Linked DNA regions of Drosophila melanogaster: regions 1 and 3 are each linked to region 2. A link is a contact called in public HiChIP or PLAC-seq data. All regions are on one chromosome and are shown on one strand. The core of a region is the stretch at or near the end of the contact, and the rest is flanking DNA. Distances in the headings are between cores, read along the strand shown.

Region 1 (3,547 bases), core at 816-3,315, 120 kb before region 2:
CAAAGATTAGAAAATTTCCAGCCTCTTGTCTATGTTTATACTTGTATGACCTACATTCTTGAAGGTATGCCCAAAATTTTGATTAGCACTTGGCTTAGGGAAACAATATGCTATGATATTTTTCAATGGAAAATATAATTTACTATAAAATTTACTATAAAATTATATTTTAAAGCATAAAGCTTCATTTTCCATAAATCTAAACTCTTTTTGTAATTTCCATGCCTCTTGAACGTTTAACATTCTGCGCGTACTTTATACTTTGTACCCTGTAAAGCTATAGTCCCCCGCCGATCTGGCACTGATCTATGTAAACTATAATCCCCTTGGGGGCTTATGCCATTGAGAGCGATTGCAGCGATTGTTATTCAATATTCTTCATATTCTGCACTGTGTGTTCCGTTTTCAATTAGCCTTTCGGTGTAATCTATACGCCACATGTAATAATTGTTGTAAACAAAATGTTTTTACACTTGCTAGGAACAAGTGGGCGTGGCTGTGACGTTGGACCCGTCGATGGGAAAATATCAAAACAAATAGACACCAGTGTTGATTTGCAATGCATGTGGATTTTTGAACCGGAATCAATTTTCGAAATCAAAGTTCGATGCTTATCGGAAATCGGGGCAATAGCTGCTGAATCTTTACGGAAGTAATACCCTCTGAGTCAGAGACATATCTAAGTATAGATCGTATTAAAAGCTTCGCATTTTTCCAGGGTATTCTGTTGTGTTTTCGAGAAAAGTCGTAAACAAAAACAAGAATAAAGCAGACAGACTTTAGGTCGTGATAACGCTTTTGAAAGGCCGCCTCTTTGACGTCAATGGGCAATATTCGAGATCCTGGTGGAGTGTCAAGCGATCGAAAACCCGACTCGTAAACACCTTCTCCGGACTTTGGACGCCTCGAAAGCGAAACGGCGGGATTCTGCGAAAATTACTGGCCGCTGATAACGTGTGCCAATGGGGAACATAATATACATATGCAAATATATTTAGTGCTAACCAGACATTGACACCACCACCTGTCAGTGGCGGTGGGCTGAGGGACAAGGGCGTGGCAGGGGCCCGTCGATTGACACAGTTTTCATAGAAATTCACTTGGCATGTTACACACAAAACAATTTTCTTCTATTAATAAGCTAGCAAAAAACTAGGTTCGTCATGCTTAAAGATATTCTACAAATATATTGATCTTTAGATATATAACTACTTTTAAAGTAAGCTAAAATAACAATCTTTTAAAATTTAAAGATATATATTGCCAATAATAATGGAATATCCTTAAAAACATGGTTCAAATCGTTAGGATCGTTATGGGTAGTTTATACAAATAAGTATATTTTTTCTCGCCGTGCCGAATGGGTTGTCGAGAACAGCTGCTGATTGCCCAAGGGGGCTGTTCCCCATCCTCTATTTCTGACCCATCATAAGATCCTCCCTTGTGCCGCCCTCTTCCTGTAAGAGATTGCTCAACGCATTCATGGCGGTCACTTTGTTGTCGTCGGCAGAGCGGATCGGCTTCCTTATCAAGAAGGTGCATCCAACAAAGAGCAGCTGGTGTACTTTGCATCTACACTGAGCGAAACGCTCGACTTGTGCACTATCAGCTGCTCAGGGCCTCTTGCTTTCCTCTCTCTCTTTCACACTCTCTGCTGTAAGTCGCGTGCCGAAGCTCATTGGTCAGTGTTGGCTGTCTAGCGAAAATACGACATAACTTCCATAGAAATAATATCTGTAAAAGGAGCGTAGTTATCAACATTTAATGGTATATATAGTGATACTTGAACGGGTTATAGATTTAAAGTATGTTTTTTTTCTGAATAGCCTTCATGGTAATTTCCACGAGATATTCGGCTTCCACCAACTGTTTATTACACTTGACCTTTGAAGTGGTAGACGTATTGTACGCATATGTATATGTCGGGAAATCGGCGGATCGGTCAGCACTATCTTCGATCGGCGGCTTCGGCTGCAGCTTCGGATGCAGCTTTCTGATTTCGGTTACGGTTTCGATTTCTCGCGACGTCTACGTCTTTATAAAAATTGCGTGGGGCGCAGCTGATCCGCTCAGTGGTGCGACGGTTTCCAAGCGACTCAGATCGGCGGAGATATACACGACATATAGCCCAGTCATTGGCGATAGTCAAAATCGAAAGAAACCGAGGGCCGCCAACTAACCTAACAAGCTAACGGCACACTCGAGACGAAAGACAGTCGATAAGATTAACGTCAACTTAATTAAAACTATAGAAAAGAAAAGCCAGGCACCAAACAAAAGGCCGATCGATCAATCGATCGATCCCATCGTAACTCGACTATACAGTCCTAGCCTTAGATAATAGCCAACTCGAGTGGCACTCGTTCAAGTGATTTGTGATTGTGGTTCAGTTAAGAACTGACTAAAGCCCTGGGAAAAAGTGTGTGATTCAAGTTGGGAATTTCCAAGATCCCCAGGATCTAAGGGATCACATTTGGCATCGGAATCGGAATCGGAATCAGATACAGCTGCAGGATGTATGTGGCCAACACGACGGGCGGCCTAATGCTGCAGACCATGTTGTATTTGGCCAACCACACCAGTCGGGCGGCAGTCAACACCCTGGTGGACCTACCACCAGCTCCCAAAAGTGGTAAGTAATTCGAGCCACGAGCCCACTTTTGGCTACCACCGATTGCACCACCCATCGTAACTAGAACATGTCCATCGAAAGTGGCCCAAAAGTATCTGCCACTTGAGCCACAGTGGCGGTCGAAATAGGAGTAGCTAAGGGATTTCTAGTGTTTCAATGAAATGAAATTTTTACAAATATGTAGAACTATTATTCAATAATAAGTTAAAGATTAGAATAAATACAAGATATCCCCACTTTATAGAGTAAGAGAGTAGAGTAATTGGAGCTATTATCTTGGCCGCAGCTGTGTCATTTGGGCCCAGTTAGGGGCAACCTTAAGTGGTTTCTTTTGCTGAGTGTGCTGAGCAAACAGTTTTCGGATCTTTAGTGCTTCGAAATCCAAAGATGCTGAGTGCTGCTCGCATTAGCAAATGGGGAAAGCTCTTTCAAGAAGCCCGCAGCGATTGCGATCACCTGAGTGATGGAGGCACAGGTGGCAACTCGGCGTGCTTCAATTTGATTTGGAAATCAGGGTCCCAAAAGGCTAATGACGCGACTCCGTCCGGTGCGGTTTCATATATGTACATATCGTGCGTACATATATGTAGATATATAATATGTATTCAGTTGTTGGAGGGACGCGGCACACGCCTATCTAATCGAAAACTTCCGATACAAACGGAAAGCCAAAGAAGACCACGATAAAATAGAGACGGCAATCCATGCACCACTGGCCAAATAAATTGAAGTCTTCTGGCCCATATGAAATACTTAATGGAACATTACAGGCATCTGACATCTTGAAAATTGTCTAAGGTTTTTTCATGGATCGTTAGGCTTTTTACCAGACCACAACAGTTCTAATTGAGATTTTGCAAAAGTTTAAAGGAATATTAAAAGAAGGCAGTTACGTTCAGATTAATGGTTTTATAA
Region 2 (4,102 bases), core at 571-3,070:
GACGGTCTGCCTTCGTGGTCCAGCTCCCGATCCGGCCGGTACCGCTCCCGGTGCCGCACCCCCACTTCCCGCCGTCGCCACCTGATTGAGATTGGTGGCCGCCGAGCTGGTCAGGCTGGGATTGTTGACGCCCGAAACCGCTGGGAATTTCTTGTCCAGCGATGGTGTGCTGTAGATGAAGTTCTTTGGCAGCGACTTGACCTTGGCGAGGGGGCGCGGGGGAGCGGCCGCCTTTGATTGCGCCTCCGCCAGCTGCTGGCACAGCTTTTGCTCCTGGGCGAACTCCTGCTCGCGCACCAGCTCGCGCTCGAGCTCCACCTCCATATCGAGCTCGTCCTCCATTTGCTTGTGGCTCTCCTCGAGGTGTTTCATCAGTACAGCCACGACGACGTTCACTAAAACGAATTGCGCCATTAGCACGAATATCACAAAGAATATGGGAGCAATAACCGAGCTGACGCAGCAATTGCGCACGCAATCGGCCGCGTCATCGCAATTATCCCTCAGCGTATCCTTCATGATGCCGTTCCAATTGTCGCCAGTCGCTACGCGAAACAATGTGAGGAAAGCCATGCCAAAGTTGGCGAAGTGCGCGTGCTCGCCCAATCCCTGACAGGGAATCTCGTCGGAGCACTCGAGTCGCCCGAAAAGCTCCACGCCCAATGCCGCGAATATGAAGAATAGCAGGAAAAACAGTAGTCCCAGGTTGCCCACCTGGGGCAGGGCCTGCATCACGGTGTCCAGGAGGGCCCTTATGCCATTGGCCATCTTCAGGAGTTTCAGCACTCTGGCAATCCGCAGTACCCTCATCACCCGTATAATCGTCGGATTGATGGGTATAATCTGGTGCGTGTTCGTCTCCAGCTCCTCCAGTACAATGCCCACAATCGAGAGCAGGACAATGCCCACGTCTAGCTGGTTCCAGCGGTCCTTGAGATACAGCTTCCAGCCCAGAGCGACCAACTTCATATTGGCCTCCAGTATGAAGACCGCCGTAAAAAAGTAATTGAAGATCTTCAGTGCATACTTGAGTCCAGATGGCATCTTGTAGTACTCCATGGCCATGGTGACCACGTTCAGGCCGATGACGGCAGCAATGGCTAAATCAAAGTACTTGGAGGTCACCACATTGTGAACGAACATCCGGGTGGGTGAGTAGTTGGTGTAGTAAGGTGGCTCGTGCATCCGGCGGCGCTTCTTCTCCATCTGCAGAGCCCTCTTCGCCGCCCGCCGGATCTTCTCCTCCTTCTCCTGCTCCTCACGACAACGATGGAAGTTCTCCACCACCACGCCGACGAACATGTTCAGCACGAAGAAGCCCACCAACAGGATGAAGGCGATGAAGTACAGGAGACGCCACTCGTTATAGTTAACGATGGGCTGCTGGTCGACGCCCACCGCATCCAGGCCGGTGTACATGATGTTTACCCAGCCGTCGCGGGAACTCAGGACGAATAAAGACATCAGGGCCTTGCCCAGATCGTCGAAGTTGTACTTGCGGTTGGTCCAAACGTTGCCAGGAATCCTGCGGCACTCGTCCGCATTCCGCACGCCCTTGATGTTCTCTCCCTCGCAGTAGTAGAAGGTGCCCTTGAAGAGCTGAACGCCCAGGATGCCGAAGATGATGAAGAAGGTGCAGCAGATCAGCACGATGTTGCCGATGGGACGCAGGGACGATAAGAGCGTTTGCACGACTAGTTTCAGACCCGGGGCTCGGTTGATCACCCGCAGCGGCCGCAAGGATCGGAGTAGTCGAAACACCTGCAAGGACATTTGTTTCCGGGGCGAGAACAGAACAAACGGAAAAGGACGAGAAGAGAAGAGTGGTTGTGGTTGGTGCATCGGCTATACTTGTTTATCGGCGGCGTCTCTCGCGAGACACTGCTTGCTTCGCTGGCTTCAGCCAGCGGACGCCAGGTGGCGCCACACATGTAGTAAAAGCATGAAAACCATGTAGAATATACATACAATATTTACTCAGGATGAAGCCAACAAATAAGGATATAGCAACAAAGCACACCAGTGTTATAACCACAGTTAAAACTTACACTTTATTAAAATATAATATAAGAAGCAACCTAATGAATAGTGCATTTTAATAATTTCCAAGTTAAATTATTACTTTTTTTTAGTTGAATGTTATGCAATTTTTTAAGTTGTTTAAGTTTAAAAGTAAAACCACTGGTGTGCTGTAACTAATGGAATTATCTTGGAAAATGTCACACAAATCGGGGCAGTTATGCCCCAAAAATAATATATATATAAATGCCAACACTGCTTGAACAACAAAGCAAGGCGATGGGGATGGGTTTAATAATAATTTGTAATAATACAACGAGATGAGGCGTTTGCAATTATAATTATAGCTAGATGGAGATGTCGTTCGTTTTGTTTCGTTTCGATTGGAGTGGAATGAAAGTGGAGAACAGCTCAAATGGTGGCTTTATTTGAAATAGGGGTATGACACTACCAACTGACACAACTACTGACCACATGAATTAACTTAATGGTAACTAGGTAACTCGAAGAAATCCGAAAGCGGAGAAAAAGATTTAGAGAGCGTTTTTGTTATTGAAATGATAAACCCTTAGAGGTCCTTTCATTTCAAGTGTCATAACCCTATCACTTGGAGTTTGTCGAAAGGTAAGGTAAGGTAACAAGTATATACAATACGAAACTCAATGAAGGCGAGTCAACAGATTACTGGAATTTTAGTTTTCTTTGGTTTTTTTTTTTTTTCGGGGGAATACTTTTAAAAGTTATATTTCGGGAAGTGGGGTCTACACACACATACTAAATGGTGAAAACAAATTGGATTTTTTTGCTGATTAACGCATAACAGCGGAAATTTACCTGAAGTTTTCATAGAGATATACAATATATATACATATATATAAGTATATTATATACACAATGTTTTATATAGAGGTAGACACGAGATGTGTGTAAGTAGAAGATGAACTCAAAATTGAAAAGTTTTCAGATTATGTTTCATTGAAGAATTTTGGATCATGTATGTGTATATGTTTTTAGGTTTGCAGGTGTGTGTGAGTGTGTGTAAAAGTGTGTGGGTGTGCGCAAGAAAAAGAAGAGCACATAAAAAGACAGAGATAGCCAATCAGCAGAGAAACAGAGACAGAGCTATGTGTTCGAGGCGATATAGCGAGCGATTTTGATTGGGAATTTCGAGCATTAGCATTAGCATTAGCATTAGCTTTAGCTATAAATTGCGATTAGCGATTTAGCGGTAGTTTTTTTTTTTTTTTTGATCCGAGTGCGCAGCCCAGCAGCCAAGTAAATGGGCGTGGTCGGTTCTGGGCGTGGTTCTTGGTAATAGCTGTTCTGGTTGATCTTGGTCTGCTTGTTGGTAATCGCTTGAGATTGGCTTGTTTTACTGGTTGTCTGGTTTTCTGGTCGACTGAGGACTGCTGGCTACTGCTGCTGCTTTCGGATAGCAAAGTTTCCAAGGGCCGCGAGCCCGTACTTACCCTTAAAATCCCAAATATCCTCGGACTCGATTCGCTAATCAGGGACATTAACAAATCAATTATGGAAATGGTAACCAAAGATCCGTCCATGATATTCCAGCCGGACGTAAAGTAGGCGTCGTGGCCGTAAAACATTCCCGTTGCCACCACCTGTTGTTCAATCAGAAATATATGTAAGTATATATTGTACATATTGCATGTATGTATTGTATGTATGTTTGTATATGCAATGCATACGTTGGCATCCTACTGACCTTGATAAACATTTCGACGGTAAAGACGACGGTGAACACGTAATTGGCTGTTGCCAGGAACAATCTTTCGGTGCTGCTTGGAGGGATGTTTGGTCTTTCCATGGCCAGGGTGATGCAATTGAGCGCGATGAACAGCAGGACCACGTTGTCGAACCACTTTTGGTTGACAAACCACGTACAGATTTGCCGGAACCTGCAAAACGGAGGGCGTCGAAATGCAAATACGTGAAATGGAACTCGCAGACAAAGTTGAAATTGAATTTTCCGCTCGGTGAAAAGAGTACGGAAAACAGATGGTTATGCGGAGAATGAAAGTTGATTTAAAAGTTGCTTTTCCCCCATTCAAGAAGTTGCCAATTG
Region 3 (4,049 bases), core at 942-3,441, 70 kb after region 2:
GCCTGATTCAAATGTAATTCAGATAGAATCATAATTTGTTCGCTGGGTTGTGCCATGTTGTTGGCTATAGTTGATTTTTCTTTGAATCACTTGGTAGATTGATACCGGGGTTTTATTTTATTTATTTAAAATTCGCACACCTTTGTAGCAGTCCAATCAATGCTAGATGGGCTACACAACACTGACCTGGTAACAGTCACACCTTTTATTTATTTTGGTGGGTCACACTTTAATGGTCACTTGCAGTTTTTTAATTTATATTTGTATTAATAGTATCCAACATCGAGAGTTAGATAACTGTTCACAAATATTTTGTCACATAAGTTCTTTTGCGGATCTGCTTTGTATGAACTGAAGCACAAGCGAAACTTTGTTCGTCACGAGTTGCGCTTTATTAATCTCGAACTAATCTATTAGCTCTAAGAGATTATGTTCACACGCGGATCCTACCGGCTGCGCCAATTACAACTTCGCGGTTTGTTGGTTTATAAAAAAAAGTATTTTTATTGATCAAAAACTTAAGCGAATGTCGGAGACAAATTCACGTCTTACACAATTGAAGTATGAATAAAATCTAAATCTAATTTGCAAAGCGAACGCTTAGCAAACCCTTGGCTGAGCTTATTTACTTCTTCATATTGAGCGTACATAGGCTCTCATTTATGTTTACGTTAATTAGGCGCTCTCTTGAGTGGATTGCGCATGGATATAGATCAGCCGAGTTTGAGCTACGTGGAAAGTTTTGACCCTTAAAGCTGTGTTAGCAGTTTTGACCCTCTGGTGGGAGTCGCGAATGCGGCTGCGGATGTTTATGTCTGTTGGATTGGGTGCCTTCTTGAGTGGATCACTCATGGGTACTGATCAGCCGAGAACTTGAGCTGCGTAAGCGGTTTTGACCCTTTGGTGGGAATAACTGATTCGGCAGCGGATGTTAATGTTTACATTAGGGTAGGCTGGATTTGTTATTGTCACCAGAATTTGGGTTCTTATTGGATACATGATTTTATGACTTATATCCTAAGGCATTCTATGATTTTGTGTATGGCTGTTCCTATGTGGTTATGTATGTGTGTGTGTGTGTAAGTATATGTGGTCTTATACTATGGCACATATGCTACTATATATATATTTACATACTATACTATTCTCTCAACATAATGATAAGTGTGTAGTCAAGCCTTGTGAGCTCACTTTTCAAATGATTTAATAAACCCCCGGGCACACGCAAATTGTGGTTGCCAAATCCCCGCAAAGCCCACTGTTAATAAACTGTATGGTTTTTGGCCACTGCTTAACTTGGTGCACTCCCCTGCATAATGAACTTTGAACCACTGTGCGCGGGGATCATTGCATTTTGCGGTTGCCACTGTGGTCGCGTTACCGAGAACAGAACAGAACAGAACAGAACAGAAAGCTCTCCTGCTGCTTGTCGTCTGCGTAAAGGCTTAAAGTATTACTGTTACAGTAGTTGCCAGTCCCGTGCCCCTGCCACGCCCTCCGCCTATCCGCCTTCCTGCCACGACCCCCCCGCCAGTCGCTGCGACAGAAACTCAGCTAAGCCAAATGTTGACGACGACGTTTGCTGCTTTTGGCTTTCGGCTTTGGCTTCGTTTCTACTTTTCTGCCTTTTAGAGAGCAAGTATATGCACTGAAAGAAACAAACATGAGTGTCTTGCAATAAAAACTTCAAATCCCTTAGCTAACCAAGGACGAGAAGAGAGATACAATTTAAAGATTTCAATGTTTTTTTTTTGCTGCCAACTAACATAACTAATACGCTGTGTTTCTTTTCTCTCAGTGCACCCTTTCTATCGCAATATGAGCAACTTTCTGTTGCTGCTCCCGCTGCTGTTGTAGTCACAACAAATTGCTGTAAGCTGTGAAACTAATCTTGGCAGTTCTTTCCCTTATTCAGCTCCCCCCCATCCCCGCTACCTTCCACTTTTTTTGCTGTTTATGGGGGGGGAAAAGGGAGAAACTACTTCAGCGGATTACTTTCGGATAGTTTTGTTTCCCCACCGACTGAGTTTATTTTTAGCGGTTCGCGGAGCGGAATTGGATGGCGCAACACTCTCATTAGCCGCGAATAATTTGAGCAACCACCCATTTTGGCCAGCCACCTGGTGGAACTGGACCTTCTGACCTCACGTGCGGCGCCACTTGGCCAATTTGCGTAGCATACTTACCAGCTGAACGCTAATAAGCGGTCAACTCAACACACAAAAGGCGTTTACCAACGGCATACACATACACACACATACACATATATGTACTCTAAGCATAATGTGCAAATAATTGATTGCCTGTTATGTGGTATTCCCCATTTGAATGGGAGTTTACTTCTTCTCTATTAATGCAGGGATAAGACCATCAAATGACTTAGTTAACAAAGCTGTTAAGCGACAGGTATTAGTGTTTGGGAAAAATCTAAATTTATACGTGCCGTTTCAATTAGATAAATAAAGCAGAGAAAAATAGCAATATTTTAGCAAGTAATGAAATTCAAATCAATTTCGGGGCGACACCACTCGACGAGGATTTGCCCACAAATTGATCCACACCAAATCAATTTCAGCGAGCTGCACATGTATCTATTTTCCGATTTGCAACAAATTGAGCCATTTCCATTCCTTTTTTGGCTGCAATCCCTCAAGGATTTCCACTCCATCACGACTGTTCAGCCATTCCCATTGAGAGAGTGCAGCGACTGACTCAATTTGCCTTATCGATATGGCCCCGATTCCCCGAGTGAATCTAATAGAATAAACCAATTGCAAACAACGGATAGAAATGGCCGGCAGAAAGGTGAAAGGTGAACGTTGAACGTTGAACGGTGAAAGGTGAAAACTGAGAGCGGGGCGATCCATCCCCAACCAACAAACTGTTGCCCATGTGATGACAGGCTCAAGTTGTCGTTGTCGTTGTTTTGCTTTTTTGCTTTTTGCTCTCGTTTGCCTTGGCTGCTTTCACTTTGTGCATTTCCGTCAAGCGGAAATTCGCGTAAATTGCCGGCATGTCCACTGGAAAAGTGGGTGTTGGGTGGAAAAGGGGGCGGTTCCGAAACGGAACGGAAGTTGATGCAAGTCTAGAAACGAGTGCCAAATGCCGGAAGCCCATGGCATACTTGAGCGCAGGACACAGGACACAGCACACGGAGCCAGCCAGCCAAAATGAAAGTCTGAATGGAACTGTTTGCCGTGGCCGACGACAAATGCAATTTTCCCAGGGACTTGGCACTGCGAAAAAAAAAAATAAGGAAAATAAAGGCGGTTCATTTCGAAAAGCAATGAGATGGCGATAGTGCAATGAACTGCATGTAATCTGCGGGAAGCCAACTGGTTGACAAGCTCCTTGTAAAGGGAAAATCAACAGTAATTGATTGATGAAAAAGGTGTGTACATAATACAAAATAAGTGTATCCTTAGATAACGCATATAAGAAACCATTTCGTCAAGCCTCTGCCCAAAAAGGCAGGGATATTTTCAAGTTTAAGGTTTATGTGCCTTTGTCTTTTATTTAATAGCCTTTTCCGTCTTTGTTTTGATACTCAGCCCGTAAGCTTCCTTATCCAGCCCATCCAAATAATCCATCCAACCTATTTGCCTCGGCCACCACCCCTAACATTTGGTGTTTGCTTCCCACCTCCTTGGGCTTCGTTGGCCACCCTCTCATTTACCACCCATCCCTATCCCTAAATCCAACTGTTTGCATCTCATCCCGGTGATTCGGGGGATTGAGAGCCCGTTGTAATCCGGCATCCCTAGGCCCATCTCCTCAATTACTGGACTCATGGCGGTGGATTTGCGGCGGCCATTACTTAACCACCTTGGCGTTATCCCAGGACCATGTCCCTTAACCCGCTTTCAAGTGCTTCACCTCGTTAGCCCGCCCCTCCCACACGGCCCAAGTTCTCCATTAACCCCATGTTATTATTTTTTTTCCCCCCCTCTTCGAGTCTGAGGGCAATCCACTCAATTTTTATTCGTTATTTTCATGTTGGCAATGCAATAAAAGGGGCCCATTCATGGGGACTGCTTTCTTGGCCATTG

Evidence for each region. HiChIP or PLAC-seq counts read pairs in DNA pulled down with a chosen protein or histone mark.
Region 1: a CP190 HiChIP or PLAC-seq map of the Kc167 cell line shows a contact between it and region 2, with 10 times the contacts expected there. The contact joins the promoter of CG5966 here to the enhancer-like site in region 2. A contact is called at or near these places in 65 of 107 Hi-C or Micro-C datasets (the D17-c3 cell line, the Kc167 cell line, the ML-DmBG3-c2 cell line and 22 more) and 2 of 6 datasets of contacts at active chromatin or transcription factors (both in the Kc167 cell line).
Region 3: a contact with region 2 is called in a Pc HiChIP or PLAC-seq map of the Kc167 cell line, with 2.7 times the contacts expected there. The contact joins two enhancer-like sites. A contact is called at or near these places in 19 of 107 Hi-C or Micro-C datasets (the D17-c3 cell line, the Kc167 cell line, the OSC cell line and 8 more) and 1 of 6 datasets of contacts at active chromatin or transcription factors (the Kc167 cell line).

The regions. Positions count from the first base shown.
Region 1 is chrX:5,986,726-5,990,272 of dm6, forward strand. CG5966 reads left to right here and starts at 2,066. Exons shown (of 3, transcript NM_132058.3): 1 at 2,066-2,632. The coding sequence starts at 2,515.
Region 2 is chrX:6,108,186-6,112,287 of dm6, forward strand. It overlaps Ca-alpha1T (Ca[2+]-channel protein alpha[[1]] subunit T), which reads right to left. Exons shown (of 27, transcript NM_001272338.1): 24 at 3,743-3,935; 25 at 3,489-3,638; 26 at 1-1,761. Among named protein-coding and RNA genes, the nearest start is that of Mipp2, 19 kb to the left of the region's middle. Within about 2 kb of position 1,821, at least 24 of the 39 cell types and tissues checked have an H3K27ac peak or open chromatin away from gene starts, as enhancers often do. A contact at or near this core is called in the Kc167 cell line, the OSC cell line, the S2 cell line and 10 more, where this site is marked.
Region 3 is chrX:6,177,895-6,181,943 of dm6, forward strand. All of the region lies in intron 2 of Ca-alpha1T (Ca[2+]-channel protein alpha[[1]] subunit T), which reads right to left. Among named protein-coding and RNA genes, the nearest start is that of Ca-alpha1T, 13 kb to the right of the region's middle. Within about 2 kb of position 2,192, at least 9 of the 39 cell types and tissues checked have an H3K27ac peak or open chromatin away from gene starts, as enhancers often do. A contact at or near this core is called in the Kc167 cell line, where this site is marked.